Linked DNA regions of Sus scrofa: region 2 is linked to region 1. Evidence: chromatin contacts called from public Hi-C data. All regions are on one chromosome and are shown on one strand. The core of a region is the stretch at or near the end of the contact, and the rest is flanking DNA. Distances in the headings are between cores, read along the strand shown. Region 1 overlaps SEMA5A (semaphorin-5A). Region 2 overlaps SEMA5A (semaphorin-5A).

Evidence for each region. A called contact is a pair of places that touch in the nucleus more often than the background predicts.
Region 2: a Hi-C map of fetal heart ventricle shows a contact between it and region 1, with 2.6 times the contacts expected there. The contact joins two enhancer-like sites.

What each region holds. Positions count from the first base shown.
Region 1 is chr16:72,805,028-72,811,121 of Sscrofa11.1, forward strand. All of the region lies in intron 1 of SEMA5A (semaphorin-5A), which reads left to right. Among named protein-coding and RNA genes, the nearest start is that of SEMA5A, 12 kb to the left of the region's middle. Within about 2 kb of position 2,949, at least 3 of the 83 cell types and tissues checked have an H3K27ac peak or open chromatin away from gene starts, as enhancers often do.
Region 2 is chr16:73,324,408-73,330,501 of Sscrofa11.1, forward strand. It overlaps SEMA5A (semaphorin-5A), which reads left to right. Exons shown (of 24, transcript XM_021076851.1): 23 at 953-1,164; 24 at 3,065-6,094. The coding sequence ends at 3,184. Among named protein-coding and RNA genes, the nearest start is that of SEMA5A, 530 kb to the left of the region's middle. Within about 2 kb of position 2,519, at least 1 of the 83 cell types and tissues checked has an H3K27ac peak or open chromatin away from gene starts, as enhancers often do.

The DNA of each region.
Region 1 (6,094 bases), core at 1,699-4,198:
GCACAAGCTGAGATTAGGTTATGAATAGAGATACATACGAATTGCCTGTAATTTCCTTGCTCTTCGACTGTTGACTCTGGATGGAAGCGAATGTCATTAGCTCTTTCCTCGTGTTTATGGCGACTTCCATCTGCTTTGTGTGTGAAAATCCTCTCTGCCTCCCGCCTCGGGGCCTCCTTTGCTCTGTCTTGGGCACCTTGCCGTCCCCACACCAGTTGGTTTGCACATGGTGACTTTCCGTGGGAGTGTTTACTTTGGCAGAGACAGTTCCGGCTCCACATACACCCGGTGTGGCTTTCTCAAGCTGGCCGAGACCCTCCAGGCTCACAAGCATCCTTCCATTAGTAATGAAGTATTTCTCTGCAGCCCTGTGATGGTTCAGGCCGGCATTTCTCGGCAACAGCCACGTCTCATTTCTTCAGCCCTCCTAGTAGCTGGGTGCAAAAACTGGGATGAAACAGAGTTTTAAATCCTAGTGCAATTGACCCATGTCATTTCTCACTGGCTCCTCCTGAGTTTCAGCCGAACCTACACACACATTAGGAGTAAAATTTATAAAATGCCCATGTTTTTCTGTTACCAGCTCTAAATTATTACTCACCCTTAATGAGTGGGGAGGACGTCCTTGTGAGAGGGCATTACTATTTCCTTCCACTGATTAGATGGCAAAGGAGTGGGTGACATCTAGGTTTTGGTGTCACTTTTGACGGCGTTCATTGGTCAGTAAGATCCTGTTTAGGTGGGTACTTTTGGTGACTATTTTCCTTCATTTCCAGTGAGCTCATGTTCTCTATATTTTAAGGATAACTAGTTAGGCATTTGATTAAACAGATTGACCACTTACACGAAATTTCCATGAGGCCAGGACAGATATTTAGTGGGAAACATAAGAAAACGATGCCATTTTCTCTTGCTTGAAGATCCTCTTTAGAGGAATCGTTGATTTGTATTGCAGCTGGTGCTGCAGTTGATCATAATTAAGGGAACAGGTAGTTTACCTACAGAATTGTGTGAAGACGTGGTGCTAAGTGGGGAAAATGTATTAGACCATTCGTTTAGATGACTTTTTTAACTTTTTGGTAACCACTTCCTTTTCTGGAAAGCCTCCGGATGTTAACCTCCAGTGTCGACTTTGGACACTGCCATGTAGAGGATGCTGGCTTTTTACCAGCCCTCTGGAACACAGGGAAGAGCCAGCAGGGGCCACGTCACAGCTGCAGGGCTCGTAGTGCGGCCCCTTCTGTCTGATGGTCCCTCCCTCCCTCTCATCCTTGTTCTCAAGTTTAACCATGGAGGACCTTCTTCTTTTTCTTTTTTAGGGCCGCACCTGCGGCACATGGAAGTTCCCAGTCTCGGAGTCCAATCGGAGCTGCGGCTGCCCACCTGAGCCACAGCCACAGCCCCACAGCATCCGAGCCCCATCTGCGACCTGTGCCGCAGCTTGCGGCAGCGCTGGATCCTTAAGCCACGGAGCGAAGCCAGGGATTAAACCCTCCTCCTCATGGATCCTACTCGGGTTCTTAACCCCCTGCGCCACAGTGGGGGCTCCACAAACGTGGAGGATCTTTGGCACCATGTCAGCGAAGGAAAATGCTTTAAAGTTTGAGCTGGGAGATAAAGTTGGACGTTTTATTCCTTTAAGTTTAAGATTTGGGGCTGTGACAAAGATCCTGTTTTTCAGCGCTGGGGTCCAGCTCCCAGTTGTTGAACTTTTGCCTGACGTAGGGGGACCAGGTGTCCCAGGCGGAAAGGAGGATGCTGGATTGTGGTTTCCTGCCCTTCCTGATGGGGCTACTCCTCAAATAGCCTGTGATGACTTCCCCCCCCCATCAGAGGGATTCTCCTTTTCTTCCTCTTCATGGTTCTCCTCCGGTCAGTTTCTCTGCTAACCCAGCTGCCTTTGAAGTATTGTGTTTCTCCTTCACCACAAAGTTTTGGACCAAGCCAAGTTTAGAACTTCTGATTGACCCTTTAATTTTCAAACAAGAAGAGCTGGCTCACTTTCTTGCCTTCCTTTCTCCATTTCTACGCTCTCCCCAGTGTCAAAGGGGCTTGCCAGGCTTTGTCCAGATGGGGGCTTTGTACAGATGGGGGCATCTTTCTCCATTTCTGTGCTCTCCCCAGTGTCAAAGGGGCTTGCCAGGCTTTGTCCAGATGGGGGTGTCAGGCTTTGTCCAGATGGGGGTGTCAGATGGGGCTTTGTCCAGATGGGGGCGTCTTTCTCCATTTCTGTGCTCTCCCCAGTGTCAAAGGGGCTTGCCAGGCTTTGTCCACATGGGGGCGCCTGCTCTTGCTCTGGGCTTTCAGAGCAGCTGCTGGATGGTGGGATCGCCTGGGTGTCATAGATGGACGTGCTCTTTGGCTCAGTCTCATTCCTGGGCGGCTTCATGTTGGCTCATAGGTCAGACCTCGTGTGGGTCAGCTACAAGGATGGCCGGAATGTGAGGGCTGTTTAGTTCCATCTCAGCCTTTTCTTCTGCATCCGATGCTGCTCCTGAGCTGGGAGCGGCATACCTCTGCTTATCAGACAGCTCTGTTGGAAGAGAGACATGCTCGTGGCCAGGCAGTGGGAACGTCTCATTCTTCAGCCTTGCATCATGATGGCAGAGGTTGGAAGGCTTGGAGCCAGGCCTCTCGAGGCCCTCCCACCTCTGCACCTTGAACCCTCACTTCCTTGGCCCCAGGTCACAAAGCTGGTGCCAGGAAGGTGGGGATACCCAAGCCCAGGTGCTTGAGTTCTCACCATATTTCCCAATCTACCTGCCTACCCCACTTCCTCTCCAGCGCACGTCGGAAACCAGTGTCATGGCCCCTATGAATGCAAGTTGGGCTGTGGTCGGGGTTGGGGCTGGTGGAGGGTGGGGGGCGGGGAGTGTGGATTTGGGAGGTCGAGGAGCTCTGCACGTCCAGGCAGCGCCTGTTGGCTGTCAAGGCTTTCCAAGCAGACTCCAAAGTCAGGCCTGGAGCCAAATTTACGCTCTGCCTGGCAGCCGTGATGGAATCCCGAGGTCCTATCGCCAGCTTGTGAAAAGAAATCATTGAGGAAACTGCAAGCTGGCAAGTAAGAATTGCAAAGATTCATTCACGCAAAAGCTAACGCCTGCAGATGTTATGTAACTTTGACCAGTTTCTCCAGGCCCACCTGCTGGGTTCCCCGTTCCTTGAGGTGTACCTCGGTGCAGGTGCAGGGGAGCGCCCGTGGGGAAGGGCTCACGGCGGGGGTCTCAGAGGACACGCCCCGAGATGGTGTCAGCAGAAGGTTCTTCTGGGTGACCACACGCCCTCATCTCTGACCCGGGAATCCGGCGGGGGGCGGGGGTCCACTTTTTCGGAACCCCATGGAGTTAATGGTGATGTCTGGACTTCAGTTGCTAAAGCTGTCAGCCACAGTTAGGACCGACGAAGGGCACAGTCCGTCTTCACAGTGGGCAGACACCTGGTCAATTCAAATACCTTGAAGACATGTCTAAAAAGAGTGTCTGTCAAGGAATTATTTGTTCATTGAGTTTGGGTGGAGGAACTCAATGCTTTGAACTTGGATCATGCATTTTTTTTTTTTTTTTTTTTTTTTTTTTGTTTTTTTTTTTTTTTTTGTCTTTTTGCCTTTTCTTAGGCTTCTCCCGTGGCATATGGAGGTTCCCAGGCTAGGGGTCCAATTGGAGCTATAGCCGCCGTCCTGTGCCACAGCCACAGCAACGCGGGATCCGCGTCTGCAACCTACACCACAGCTCTCGGCAACGCCAGATCGTCAACCCACTGAGCAAGGCAGGGACCGAACCCGCAACCTCATGGTTCCTAGTCAGATTCGTTAACCACTGCGCCACGATGGGAACTCCGGATCTTGCATGTTTAAAAAGAGTGTCTATCAATGAATTAATTGTTTATTGAGTTTGGGTCGAGGAAATCAATGCTTTGAACGTGGGCCGTGCGTGGAGGGGAGATTGACTGGCCCAACATGGTGAAGAGAATACACGGAGTAACACACGCCAAATTTTTGATTAGAAGGAGAGATTCTTCCCAACGCCTACATAGTATTTAAGACGGCCTTTTTTTTTTTTTCCTCGTATAATGAAGACACTAACAGAAGATCATACACTCTAGATTCAAACCCAGTGTGGAAGTATATTTGATGTGTTTGTTTTGGGTGATGGAAGAGTACAGGCTTTGGGATGAGTTTGGGAAAGAGAAGACCGGATAAACATCCTTCATTTGATGTCTGGGACCCAGAGTTCCTTGATAATCTTTGAGAAAAATCTCAGCTTTTCGTCTGGCGGCCAATTGCTTTGCTGTTTTCTCGCAAGAGGGAAAAGGACCGTCGTGACCTCAACTCAGTGAGGTGAAGATCTTGTTTCTTGCTTCTCCTAAGTGTCACCTAGAGGCTTTCCTCTCTCGGAGTGCCTGGCTCCATCCGAGAGTTGGGTTGGAGTCAACATGGAGAAGGGCTGCGAAACGGAAAGGGTGGCCCTGGGTCCTGGAGACTCCTCGGCTCTCCAGAGACCGCTGACTCCATTTAGTCTCTGTTTTCATTTTCATAAATTCTACACTCACTTCTGTCCTCCTCCTGCAACGCAGACAGGGATCATTTTTTGCAAGAGGAGTCACAGCTCTGATCCTTTCCGTCATTAGCGAGCTTGTCATCTGCAGAAGAGCCGCGAAGCAGCATGACCCAGTCTGGCATGGGAAGGCAGCCCCAGGGGACGGGATCTGGCCAGCCTGCGCCTTGGAGTGGGTGCCCTTGAGGTTGTGGCTCATAAAAGAGGGCTACGAGTTCACCCCCAGGGATCTGTGGTCTGGAGTCTCTTTAATTACTGGTGGTCGCGGGCGAACTTTAATGCAAGTTTTGGATTTGCTACTAAGTGCCTTTCAATGGGCTTTAATTTTTTTTGGATTTAAATTAAAATGTAGGTTCCCAGAAGAACGGGCTTGGGGCCCAGACTTCCTGCCTGGAGGTTGCTGGAGACAAGGCTAAGGGGGAAGAAGAATAATCGTGATTGGAAGCTTGGCAAAAATCATGATCTTGGAGCCGCCCGGACAAAGGGCACAATTAGCGCATGGCTCAGGTTGGGGAATGAAGTGGGAAGCCTCAGGGCCAAGTGCCCTTCGTGGGGTCTTCTTTAATTGCCCTTTTGAGCGAACACCCAGTTTCATTAAGCCTGTAGGGGTAAACTTAGGAAAACAAGTCAAAAGCATGTTAGGGAAGGCTGCTTGCTTGAAAGTGTGGGAACCCCGATGTTTATCTTTGTTAGTTTTTGGGTGAGGGCTGCCTTGTTTTTTTTTATTTTTGATTCGCTGTTATTTTTTATTATTAATACTTTTTTGGCTGCACTCACAGCATGCAGACGTTCCCAGGCCAGGGATCGAACCCATGCCACAGCTGTAACCATCGCCACAGTAGTGACAATGCTGGATCTTGGAGCCGCCAGGGAACTCCTACCCTGTTTTTTTAAACCGAGGTGTCGGGATTGACTTCAAAGTCTGCCAATTAGCCATTTTGCCTGATAATGACTGTGTGGCCTGAAAAGGTTACACTTTAGGTCAGATTTTTAAAACGAAAAAAACCTCTGGTGCCAGGGGCCATCCGGTGCCAGCCAAATCCATTCCTTGTGTCTTTCGGCTAGATGGGAAGAAAACAATTTTGTAGGTGTACTTCTATAAAAGAGTTTGGTGTTAGATTTTACGAATTGGTTGAAAGCTAAAGGAATTCATATAAAAATGTAATTAGAGGTACCCATGACATTTGTAAAATATACATGTGTGAAATGCTTTGCTTTTCTGAGCAAGTGGGAGGTTGTTCGCTGTTTTCTTTTCCCACATTAGCTTCCAGATGATTAATGGGACTTATTTAATTAAATGCTCCACATTTAAGCGGCTCCGAGGCCCAGGGGGTGTTCTGAAAATAGTATCAATTGTTCTGTATTGATCTACACTATGCAATATGGCTTGCTTATGCCTAAAGACATCCAACTCCATATTAATAATCTCTTAAAAATTATTTAACTGTTAGTTCTCACGTGAAAGAATCTATTTTAAAAATCTCGTGGACAAGCCGAGAAATTCCCTATCATGAAATGCTACTCCTCTACTGCTTTCCGGA
Region 2 (6,094 bases), core at 1,269-3,768, 520 kb after region 1:
AAGACAAAGGACCAAAAAAAGAGGAAAAGAAAAGAAATGCAACAGGAGTGAAGAAAAGTGGGACAGTAATATTTACAACGTGCACACACTGCATCTAAGAGCGCAGAATTTCACTGGGAAAAGCACAGTTTCCCTCTCGGAAAGAAAAAAATAGACTTATTCTTGTATACGCTTTTGTACTTTCTAATGTTATGCAGTGTGTGTCTATCCATATTCAAAAAATGCAATGGAAACCTAAGAATGACATATTGGAACACATTTTGAAATAAAATGAAATGATAAAGGAGAGGGGGCAATAGCCCAGCTTGCGGGTGAGCAGTGATGGAAGAGCAATAAAGGCATCCTCCATGGTCCTGGGACACAGTCCCGCTGCAGGCAGGAAACCTCAGCTTGTTAGGAACATGGAAAACGTGTTCCCTAGGGAGTTCCTTGTGGCTCAGCCCCTTAAGAACCTGACTAGTATCCAGGAGGACGTGGGTTCGATCCCTGGCCTCGCTCAGTGGGTTAGAGATCTGGCGTTGCTGTGGCTGTGGTGTAGGCTGGCAGCTGCAGCTCCGATTGAACCCCTAGCCTGGGAATTTCCATGTGCTGCAGGTGTGGCCCCAAAAAGCCAGAAAAAAAAAAAAGAAAACATGTTCCCTAGACCGTGGATCATGCTTCACTTGAAGCAGAAGAACAGTCTCATTCAAGCCTTTGAAAAACTGTCTCTGTTAAAGTATGAAGGTGATTGTTTGAACCTATTCAAAAAGTAGGTTATCCTCCATAAGGGCGCTGACTTAAACTGTAGCCGGTGCTCACTGCAGAGAAATGTCTTGCTCAGGACATTGTACAGGGTCCTGGGATTCCCTGCGTTTGGGAATGGATGCGGGGCTTTCTGCCACGTCCTCCTTTTTCCTTTGAGCTGTGGCGGAGAGGGCTCTTGACCAGGGTCCCCGTGGTCCTGTCTCCGCAGAGTTCAGCGTGTTCCACATGATCGCCGTGGGGCTGAGCAGCTCCATCCTGGGCTGCCTTCTTACGCTGCTCGTCTACACCTACTGCCAGCGGTACCAGCAGCAGTCCCATGACGCCACCGTCATCCACCCCGTCGCGCCCGCCCCTCTCAACACCAGCATAACCAACCACATCAACAAACTGGACAAGTATGACTCAGTGGAGGCCATCAAGGTAAGGGATCAGCGGCCACCCCTGCGGCCAGGTGTGCAAAGAAGGTCGGTGGACCCCCGGGGTTGTTGGTGGCATGGGTGGTAGGGTGGGGACAAGATAAAGGGCTCCGTTTATGATGAATGGCCTTTGGAGCTTTGCTGTGCCTTAGGAAAGGTGGCTTCTCAGAATGGGAATTAGGTTGAAAGTGGATCATGGAAATAGCAACATAGAAAATGCTGGAAAACAGGGTCACTGGTCACCGGCCAGGCTGCCCTTGCTGTGCCTCTGCATCCAAGCAGGGCTGGCACAAAGAGAAGCCCTCCACGCTCAGGACCCGCACACGCTGGGCAGCGGAATGAGGACCAGTCGCTTGGTCAGAGGACATACAGGTCCCTTGCAGGGATCACCAGGGCGGCGTTATAAAGACAATCTTCAACTAATTTTCAAGTGTATTTCCTTTTTAGGGCCACACCCATGGCATATTGGAAGTTTCCAGGCCAGGGGTCATCGGCGCTACAGCTGCCAGCCTACACCACAGCCACAGAAAAGCTGGATCCAAGCCACATCTGCGACCTCTGCTGCAGCTTGTAGCAACACTGGATCCTTAAACCCACTGAGCAATGCTAGGGATCGAACCCACATCCTCATGCATACTAGTCAGATTCTTCTCCTGCTGAAGCACAGTGGGAATTCCTCAAGCCTATTTCAAATGCATTTCCTGCATTTAATCAAAAAAGTTCCTGCAGAATCCCTCATCAGTGTACCATGGCAATCAGAAAGCTGCTTAAATACCTACTCAGGGAGTTCCCATTGTGGCTTAGCAGGAGAGATCCCAACTAGTATCCATGAGGACACAGGTTCAATCCCTGGCCCCGCTCAGTGAGTTAAGGATCCAGTGTTTTGGTGCACTGTGGTATAGGTCGCAGGCATGGCCTCAGATCCCACGTCGCTGAGGCTGTGGTATAGGCCAGCTGCTGCAGCTCCGATTCAACCCCTAGCCTGGGACCCCTCCATCTGCTGCAGGCATGGCCCTGAAAAGGAAGAAAAAAAATTTACTTAGTTATAAATGCTAATATTAAAAGTGTTTGTGAATTTGAAATCACTGGTTTTAGGTCTCCAGGAGGTTTCAATTTAGGTTTTCTAATTCTTGGAAACTTCCTGACTCAAGTTCAAAAGTAGAGTAAAATTCACAAATAGACTGGTATGAAAACCTACCTCATTCTAGTTACAAGGCAAGTCCTCATCAAAGCAAATGATGTGAGAGACAAGTAAGTGAGAAAACTCATTTTTCAATAATGAGCCCTACAAGAGAACTCAAATTCAGCATACAGCTGGCCCTTGAACTGTGCAGGTCCACTGATGTGGAGTTTTTTTCAGTATTAAATGTGACAATACTACATGTCAGGGGGTCGTTTGAATCCAGGATGCAATACTGCAGATAACAGAGGAAGTTCCAATCTGGAAGAAGCAGGGAAATGGAGGGCTGACTATAAGTTATACTTATTTTTTGACTTCAAGGAGGGTTGACACCACTAACACCTGCATTGCTCAAAGGTCAACTGTAATTCTCTCTCTTTCTCTCTAATTTTTTTTTTCTTGTCTTTTTAGGGCCACACCCACAGCATATGTAAATTCCCAAGCTAGGGGTCGAATCAGAGCTTCAGCTGCCGGCCTAGGCTACAGCCACAGCTAATGCAGGATCTGAGCCACATCTGCAGCCTACACCATAGCTCATGGCAATGCCAGATCCTTAACCCACTGAGCAAGACCAGGGATCGAACCCACATCCTCAGGGACACTGGTTGGATTGGTTACCACTGAGCCATGATGGGAACTCCTGTATTGTCTCCTAGTTGTATTCTTTTTCTGAAATATTTACTGAGAATTCTTAAATCTTCTATTTTATTTCAATTTTTTATAGGCATTTAACAAAAACAACTTGATCCTGGAGGAAAGAAACAAATATTTCAACCCACATCTCACTGGGAAGACCTATTCCAACGCCTACTTCACAGATCTCAATAACTATGATGAGTACTAAGAGCTCTTCTATTTTTGGCTTCTTGTAATTCCCCAGTTCCTCGAGGCCTGCTCTCCATGCCTGCCCATGTCTCCAACACTTCAGAGATGGAGTTTGGAAACATTCCAAGTGCATTTCAAGCCACACGTATCCCATCGCTGCCAAAAACGCTCGTCCTTAAAAGCAACAAATCGTCTAAACATGGCATCACGAAAATCTGTTCTACAATTCTCCGTCATTGTTTAATGAGCCATGGTGTGAAATCTCTTTATTGTGTTGAGTCCATTTTTCTAACGAGTCAGTTGTTTTCTTGAGCTTTTTTGTAAATGTACCACCCACATTGGAAGGAGTCTTTAGAAATATGAACATCCTCTTGCTCATGAGTGCAAATCTTCATGATGATATAATTCAAGAAAATCGGCACTTTATGTGAGAGCCCACCCCCCAACCTCCACCTGGTTTATAATATTGATAAAATGAAGAATATGAATTTGGCCGTACAAAGACTCACCATGGAGCTCCATCTTCTCGGTCTGGATTATCCTGTGTGTGTTTGGACCTGGAATGATTTTTGCCTGAGGACACCAGAGATTCAGCTTGGCTTGCAACCACCTGCAGAGGTGATGGTGTGGAGGGTGAGGTGCCCCGCCCTTGGTCTTGACGCGGTCACTGTGTTTTCTCTGGGGGAGGGGAGTGTTAAGGGCAGAGGTACAGACTCCGTGAAGGGGGCACGTGTTCTACAGGTTCCTGTGAAGCCAGCCTTATTCTGACGTATGGATGTCATGACATTTCAGGGAGCTCCTTGCCACGTGGTTGGCTTGGAAGCCCACTTCTCTGGTCCAGAGTAGCATCCCCAAGAAACACTCCATAAAATAACCACTTGTTTAACATTTGGATAATAGACTCTACACCTCTCCTTTCTCTGCAAAGAAGAATCTTGAACATTCATGATGCCAATGAAGAAAGTCTTGAAAGGACTGAAATAGAATTGAAAACAACTTTTTTTTTTTATTTTCCATGTTATGGAAAGTTTTGAAAGAACTTACGTGTAATGAAAAGCAACTTTTTTTTTTTTTAATTTTACATCGCCCTGATAGAACTCCTGTATGGCAGTCAGCCTCTAACAAGAGCATTGATGACGTGCAAAGTTGGCTTTCTGCAGCTCATTGCTGTACCTATTGAAATGCTCCCCATGGAGTTCCCCTAGTGGCGCAGTGGTTAACGAATCCGACTAGGAACCATGAGGTTGCGGGTTCGATCCCTGCCTTTGCTCAGTGGGTTAAGGATCCGGCGTTGCCGTGAGCTATGGTGTAGGTTGCAGATGCGGCTCGGATCCCGCGTTGCTGCGGCTCTGGCGTAGGCCGGTGGCTACAGCTCCGATTAGACCCCTAGCCTGGGAACCTCCATATGCTTCGGGAGTGGCCCAAGAAATGGCAAAAAGACAAAAAAAGAAGAAAAAATGAAATGCTCCCCATGTACCAAGCTGTCATTTGCTGCCTCCAGGTCAGGTGAGGAGATGTTTGGCTCTGGTGCCTTTTGTTTTTTATCTCAGTGCTGCCTTCCCATCCACCCACTCCCCCTTCTCCCTGCATGGGGGCAACAGCATTTCCAGAAGTACCTTGAGAAATCAGGGTATCCAGTTTTTAATGATCCCTGTAGTTCTGAGCTTCAATCATTCATCAGCATTTCAGAGGTGTTATGATACTATTTGGTGGTGTCCCCAGAAGAAAAAAAAATAAAACAGGATAGGGAGTTCCCATCGTGGCTCAATGGAAACGAATCTAAGATCCACAAGGATCCCTGGCCTTGCTCAGTGGGTTAAGGATCCAGCTTTGCCATGAGCTTTGGTGTAGGTTGCAGACTCTTCTCAGGTCCTGCAATGCTGTGGCTGTGTCATAGGCCAGTGGCTACAGCTCCGATTCAACCCCTAGCCTGGGAACTTTCCTATACCATGGATGCAGCCCTAAAAAGCAAAAAAAAGAAAAAAAAAAAGGATAGATTACTCACAAAAAAAACCTGATACATAACATATGGCAGTTAGGTGAATAATTACTGAAAGTTAGAAGAAGATTAAAACTGTTCATTTGATGCCTCTGGGTGCTGTGACAAAGGCCTGGGTGGACATTCAAACATGTTCTTATTGATAAAATGAAGCTTCAGATCTCTGAAAACATATACTATGGGCCTTGAGGAACACAGACTTTTTAGCATACATGTTTTTACCTATTCAACTTAAAGAAAATGAAAAATCCTATCCTTAGAAATGAGTGTTGTTGCGTTCAAAATATTCTCATATACCCAGATTTTCAGAAACAGCTCTACTAAAATTCATGCTGAAATTGCAAGTGGGATCTGAGAGGTCTGAGAGATTTCAAATGAATGTGTTCCAGGTCTTTCCATCGGGGAGGTCAAGATACGTACCCCACATTCCTTTGTATGCTGAGTGAGCGTGCTCTGTCTCCATGCAGAGTCCACACTTAGGAGGTGAATATAGCCAGGACGTTTTCTCATTGTTCTTAGGTTGGATTTTCATTGGATGCTGCTACCTGCCTCATCACTTTCCTGTAAGAAAAATGCCCTTACTGTGTAGCACATTTTAGCTGTTTTCTTAATTCCTCTCCTGCAACACTTTCTAAACTTAAATGGTCATTCTATTTTCCCTAAGAGGAAGAATACTGATATTTCAAAACAGCATTCCTGGATTTGATGGAAAATGCTTTTTAAATGACATCCAAGTTGATCTTTAATCAGTCTATGCAATAACCAGGGAAAACACCCTCCCCCACAACAGAATTTTCATGTTACTCATTATGTAAACCTTTACGATTATCACTCATTTTTGTTCCCTAACACTCTATTCAAAAGAAAATTGTTCTGCTCTCACCCCCCTCCGTCCCTCTCACTTATTTTACAGGATATCAATTGGTTTAG